2 separate regions of the Salmo salar genome follow, and region 1 is linked to region 2. Evidence: chromatin contacts called from public Hi-C data. All regions are on one chromosome and are shown on one strand. The core of a region is the stretch at or near the end of the contact, and the rest is flanking DNA. Distances in the headings are between cores, read along the strand shown.

Region 1 (2,885 bases), core at 246-2,745, 150 kb after region 2:
TATTGTTACACAGGGAGATATGGAGTGCAGATCCGGGGAAGCTCGGATGAGTTTCAGAAAAACCAGATGTGGAGACTGAGGTTGAAGTTAGCTGAGTAGAACAGGGTAAACAGGTCCTGAGGGGAATCCAAGGTAGTGGTGGTGAGTAAAATCCAGAGCAAGGTAGTTGGGTGGTGAGATGTGGAACAGGAGACAGGAGCCAGAGAGGTAACTGCAATACACGGTGTCAGGCAGGGAAATAGGCACAGCAGAGTAACAGGATCTTGAATAATCATAAATGGCTAGAATCATGAACTGAGCAGAGATTACAATCTGGCAAAATGGAAGTGGCAGGACTGAGTATTTGTAGAGGTCTTGATTATGGAACGAGTTGCAGCTGGTAGGGATCTGCTCTGACTCCAGCACACCTGTCTCCAACCACACAGAGAGGGAGAGGGAAAGAGAGAGAGTGTACAGGGGGAGTAACTGCAGGTCAAGAAGACACCGGATGAACACCAGAGGGCGTAGCAGGAGCAGATGTGACATACAGTTTAGATAGTCTCATATCTTAGTCATTCTGAATGCAAGTTGCAGGTGAATCAAATGTCAGAATGTTGGCTGTCCCCACTCTGTTTGGATTCCGATAGGAATTACACGTCACTTTGCAAGCCTGCATAATGTAACTTTCAGGCCTGATGAGTGTTAGGGTAAAACTAGGCCCTGAAAATGACACCTTATGAAATATGCATTGTATTCTGTTAAATAATTTCATTTGAACTATAATATGTTAGCCTAGAATCTCACTTGAAGGCCACAGGACTGACAATGTATGTACACAACAACCATGTCTTTGTCACTAACAGATACAGTCATGGGTGGTAAAACTCAACATTTTACTTGAATGGCAAGGCATTCTGGGAAATATGTAAATAAAACTTTTCACTAAGCAGTGTGTTAATTTAACACTGAAAAGTGTGGACCTGTATAGACACTGGACCAGTGTTAAATTTAACACTGTGTTGATTTAACACTGGAGAATTTGCTGTCTACTCAATTAGCTTTGAGCTTAACACAACCTTGCCAGCCAGGCATGAAAAACAAATTGTACAGCCAAACTCGAATCAAGAATGCCACGAATGAACAACTTTGATATCCAATCTACATAACTGACATGAACCGACAATGTCGTTCGCTCTTTCTTTGCCCATTTCATAACGGCAAAGACTATGAATGAATGGTCACTTTGGTTTAGAATGTGGACACCCCTGGCCTGTATTAATGGATCAAAGCACATGATGATTGGCCAGCCAGCACACACGGCAGACAATATGGTCTATTTTTTTAGGGTGTTGTGTACTGGGGAGACAGGCAGATGAATTAAACTGGTGACAAGCAGAGGCCTGAGACCTCTCGCTCAGTCTACTTTTAGAAAGTGCAAGTCAAGTTTTAGGTTTCAGTGTCTGCCCCAGAGTGAATGGGTTTTCCAGCTTGCCAATTAGACATACAATTTAAAAGCCTCTTGTCCACAGGCCAGTTGGTTGGGAGCCTCTTGTGCAGTGCAAGGCCAGTGTCAGTCTGTGTGTATGTGTGTGTGTGTGTGTGTGTGTGTGTGTGTGTGTGTGTGTGTGTGTGTGTGTGTGTGTGTGTGTGTGTGTGTGTGTGTGTGTGTGTGTGTGTGTGTGTGTGTGTGTGTGTTTGCATTTTTGTGCGCATGTGTGTGTATATTTGTGTATCTGCATGTGTGTTGTGGTTTGGTGTGGAGTATGAGTCTGTGTCTCGTCTGGCTTGTAGGCTGTTATTCATTCTCAGCAGATAGAATAAGGTATATTGTGTAACACAGCAGATGTAATGAATGCAACAGACTCAATCTCTTAGAGATATGTATTCAAAGAAAGTGTTTTGAAATTTTGATTTACAAAGGCCCTGCCTTTGAAAGTGATCCTTTTCCCCCAAGCAGCCAAGCTGCAGGTTCCCAGAGTTGACGAAGGGCAAGTAGACCTCAGGAATGCGGCCTTGAAACATTAGCCCACCAGCGGAAGCCCAGGGCTGGGTGACATAGGGGCGGGCGTACCATTCTGGAGGTGTGGGATTTAAAGGGTGGGGGGTGTCCCATCTAATCACTTCCTGTTCCTGCCCTGCTGGGAAATCTGTCACCTCGTGATAGGGGTCTGGCAGGACTGATTTATTCATCCTTTCTAGGCAATGTAGTAAACCAGGGGCGGACTTTGCCCAAAATGCCAGATGGGCTGGTTCATTTTTAGCCCAGTGGGCCTGTCTAACTTGGGTTTTTTGTGCAAAATTATTATTATCTGGCTAATAATGGGGGCTACAAGGGAAAAAAATGGGCTGGTGTGGGGGCCTTGAGGAAAAATATGGGCCAGTGTAGGGGCCTCAAGGGTAAAGAATTGTCCGGTGTGGGGGCCTCAAGGAAATGCCAGGGCTGATTTTTGGTCCCAGGCGGTCCTTGTAGTAAACTATAGCCTAATCATATTTAGGAAGTACATTTCCTTGGAAATATATCTGCCCCGTTGTTCTCCGCCCATGCATAGGCTATAGCCAAGCCTACTATATTTAAGTGAGACCACACGTGCTCCTGATCTAGTACATATGGCTGCTTAACTTGAAGCAGCGAATGATGAGAGCAGACACTTGCACTTTCTCTTGAGCTACGTTTTGCATATAGAATATAGGCTAACTTTTAAGAGGACGATTTGCAGGCAAAGACAAATAAATGGGTAATCAATATTTATTGAAAATGAAAAGGTGCAACGCTCGCTCACCATGGTAGCCTAACCTGTGCACGTGTTGCGCCTTTTCCTTTTCAATGATGATCACAATTTTTGATTGCACCTCCACTTCTTTACATTATGAAGATTTATTTACAGACACTGTAGTAAACTATAGTA
Region 2 (2,700 bases), core at 176-2,675:
TAAGTTCTTGTGAACAGTACACGTTTTGAACAACTATGTGCTATTTATGGCCTGTAGGCATCATTGACCTGAGCTCATACAACTAGTTTTTGAGTAAAAAAAGCATAATGTGTGGATTATTTTCACTATAACAAATGCTCAGATTAAACATACTGTGCTATTTATCACAGACTCCTTTGTGTCAAAGTCTAACAAGGACGTTTGTTTTGAAACCATTTCAAATGTTTAAATAGTGGCAGGATGTTATGTCATCACCCGGGATATGTCGTATCTTGTTGGCTCATCCTGATAACATTTTCAGCCGATAGCCGACCTCTCCTCTCAGCTGGGGATGAAGATCAGGACAAATTCCCATTCTTTGACCGGAATGTAACAACAACCTCAGCAGGGCCCTCTTCCTCATCGCTGGATTGTTCCACATCGGTTGTCTCTTGGTCTGGATCATATTCTGTGTTGTCTTCAACTTCTGACACTTTCTCCTCTAATGCATCTTCACTGTCAGTCTCCTGGTCTCTCCTCCTCAACGGTGTCATGATCAAAGATATGATCAAGAGCCTCACATACAATATATCGTTTGGTCATTGTGCTGCCACAGAATGACTTGTGAGCAAGGCCTCAAAAAAGCTTCATATACCAGAGCTGCGAGAAATGTTCTATATATTATTGAAACAATGTTGCAATTGTTTGTGAGAATGCCAACAGGTGTGGTTCCCTTGGGGGAAAGATTCTATTGGGAAAAGTTTGCTCTGTGTGCACAAAGTCATGGAACCTTACAACAATCAGATTAAATGAACTACATTTTTTCAGAGAGAAAACTTGTAAATCGGTCCAATTCGACCAGAACACAGCAGGAGGGTTAAAGAAGTAACCTATAGATGATTTAGATATGAACCGTGAAAATGCTAATACAGTTACTATTGACTTGCATTGGATCTGTGCCACCAGAACCCTAGCAGGGATACCAGCAGCAGAGGGGTCAGAATATCGGTGGCTTTGTGGAGAGAGGAGAGCTGAGAGACAACCGGTGTGTGTGTACCTGTGTGTGTGCATGCGTGTCTGGATGTGTCTGAGAAAAAAAGAGTTGGGTTTGGCAGACCTGGAACCAGCGTATTGTTTGGGGGGAACAGAGGCTGTACTAAAGCAGACAGGAGGTATCCTAGAGCAGTTCTGTTATGGGGACATGAGAGGGCCAGAGTCAGAATGGATCAGTCCAGAGAAAGGTTCTCTGAGCCTGGCCTGAACCAGGTTCCTTGGGGCCCCCTTGGCCCTGATCCCTGGATCCTGGAGCCTACTATGGGACCTGCTGCAGTAGCAGAGATAGCCCTGTAAGGCTGCCAATGTTTAGTGAGGGGCCTGGCCAGGACAGGCCATAGACCCAAGCCGAGAGAGAGAAGGGGGAGATTTGTGGTGGCAGGGTGGGGGTGGGATGGTTGGTGGGGTGGTTGGGGGAGTGCAACACGACCCCTCTCAACCTTCAGCCCCGGTGGGGGGTGGGGGGGGATGCAACACGACCCCTCTCAACCTTCAGCCAAAGGTCTGCTCATACACCGTTGTCCAACTTTGCTATTTATAGACGCAGAAGGCCCTGAATGGCCAGTCTGTTGTGTCCAGCAGTAGCTCTCTGTTAGACAGTGGGGAAATAAAATAGATTATATTATCTCATTCGAACATTTGTGACATCAGTAATATGTAGATGTGGTTGCTGTAACAAAAAAAAATTGGATTTCTGTTCACATGACCACATGCCACAAATAAGGAAAATAATTATGTTTTATATTTGAGATTCTTCAAAGTAGCCACCCTTTGCCTTGATGACAGCTTTGGTGTGTTTGATCACTGGCATTGGGTCTACAGCTGAATTAGAATACAAACAACTCAGGATGAAAGCCTCAGTTCCCGACACCTTAGAGTTTTTTCCCAAACGGGCTCACCCACGATTTATACTGTTGCGATTAATGGTTCTCCATGGAGTGTGCAAATTTAGCGTGATGGCAGCAGATTGGGCAACAAGATTCTCAGGGGGAATAGGATAAAAAGACTCCTCCAAACTTTAAATTCACATATAAGCAATGTTAGTTAGTTGTCCAGCTTCTCCCCAATATCAATTAAAGACATACTCTGGTACTCTGGCGACTAGTAAGTATTTTTTTAACCTGTTAGGGCTAGGGGGCAGCATTGACACGGCTGGATAAAAAACATACCCGATTTAATCTGGTTACCACTCCTACTCAGTAACTAGAATATGCATATACTTATTACATATGGATAGAAAACACCCTAAATTTTCTAAAACTGTTTGAATGGTGTCTGTGAGTATAACAGAACTCAAATGGCAGGTCAAAACCTGAGAGATTCCTTTACAGGAAGTGGCCTGTCTGACCATTTGTTGAACTTCTTTTCCATCTCTATCATTTACTAAGGATCTCTGCTCTAACGTGACACTTCCCACGTCGTCCATAGGCGCTCAGAGCCCGGGAAAAAACAGAATGTCGTCATTCCAGCCCCAGGCTGAAACACATTATCGCCTTTCTCAAGTGGCCCATCAAGAGACACTAGCTTATGCGCGTGACCCCGACCGCCCCCGCCTTTGGGATTTTTTCCTCTGTTTGCCGAAAAGGAGATTCCCTGTCGGAATATTATCGCTTTTCTACGAGAAAAATGTCGTAAAAATTGATTTTAAACAGCGGTTGACATGCTTCG

The links. A called contact is a pair of places that touch in the nucleus more often than the background predicts.
Region 1: a contact with region 2 is called in a Hi-C map of muscle, with 10 times the contacts expected there. The contact joins two enhancer-like sites. A contact is called at or near these places in 2 of 3 Hi-C or Micro-C datasets (gill and muscle).

Annotation. Positions count from the first base shown.
Region 1 is chrssa10:65,309,791-65,312,675 of Ssal_v3.1, forward strand. No RefSeq gene overlaps it. Among protein-coding and RNA genes, the nearest start is that of si:ch211-236l14.4, 93 kb to the left of the region's middle. Within about 2 kb of position 1,496, at least 2 of the 13 cell types and tissues checked have an H3K27ac peak or open chromatin away from gene starts, as enhancers often do. A contact at or near this core is called in muscle, where this site is marked.
Region 2 is chrssa10:65,161,051-65,163,750 of Ssal_v3.1, forward strand. No RefSeq gene overlaps it. Among protein-coding and RNA genes, the nearest start is that of igf2b, 7.5 kb to the left of the region's middle. Within about 2 kb of position 1,426, at least 2 of the 13 cell types and tissues checked have an H3K27ac peak or open chromatin away from gene starts, as enhancers often do. A contact at or near this core is called in muscle, where this site is marked.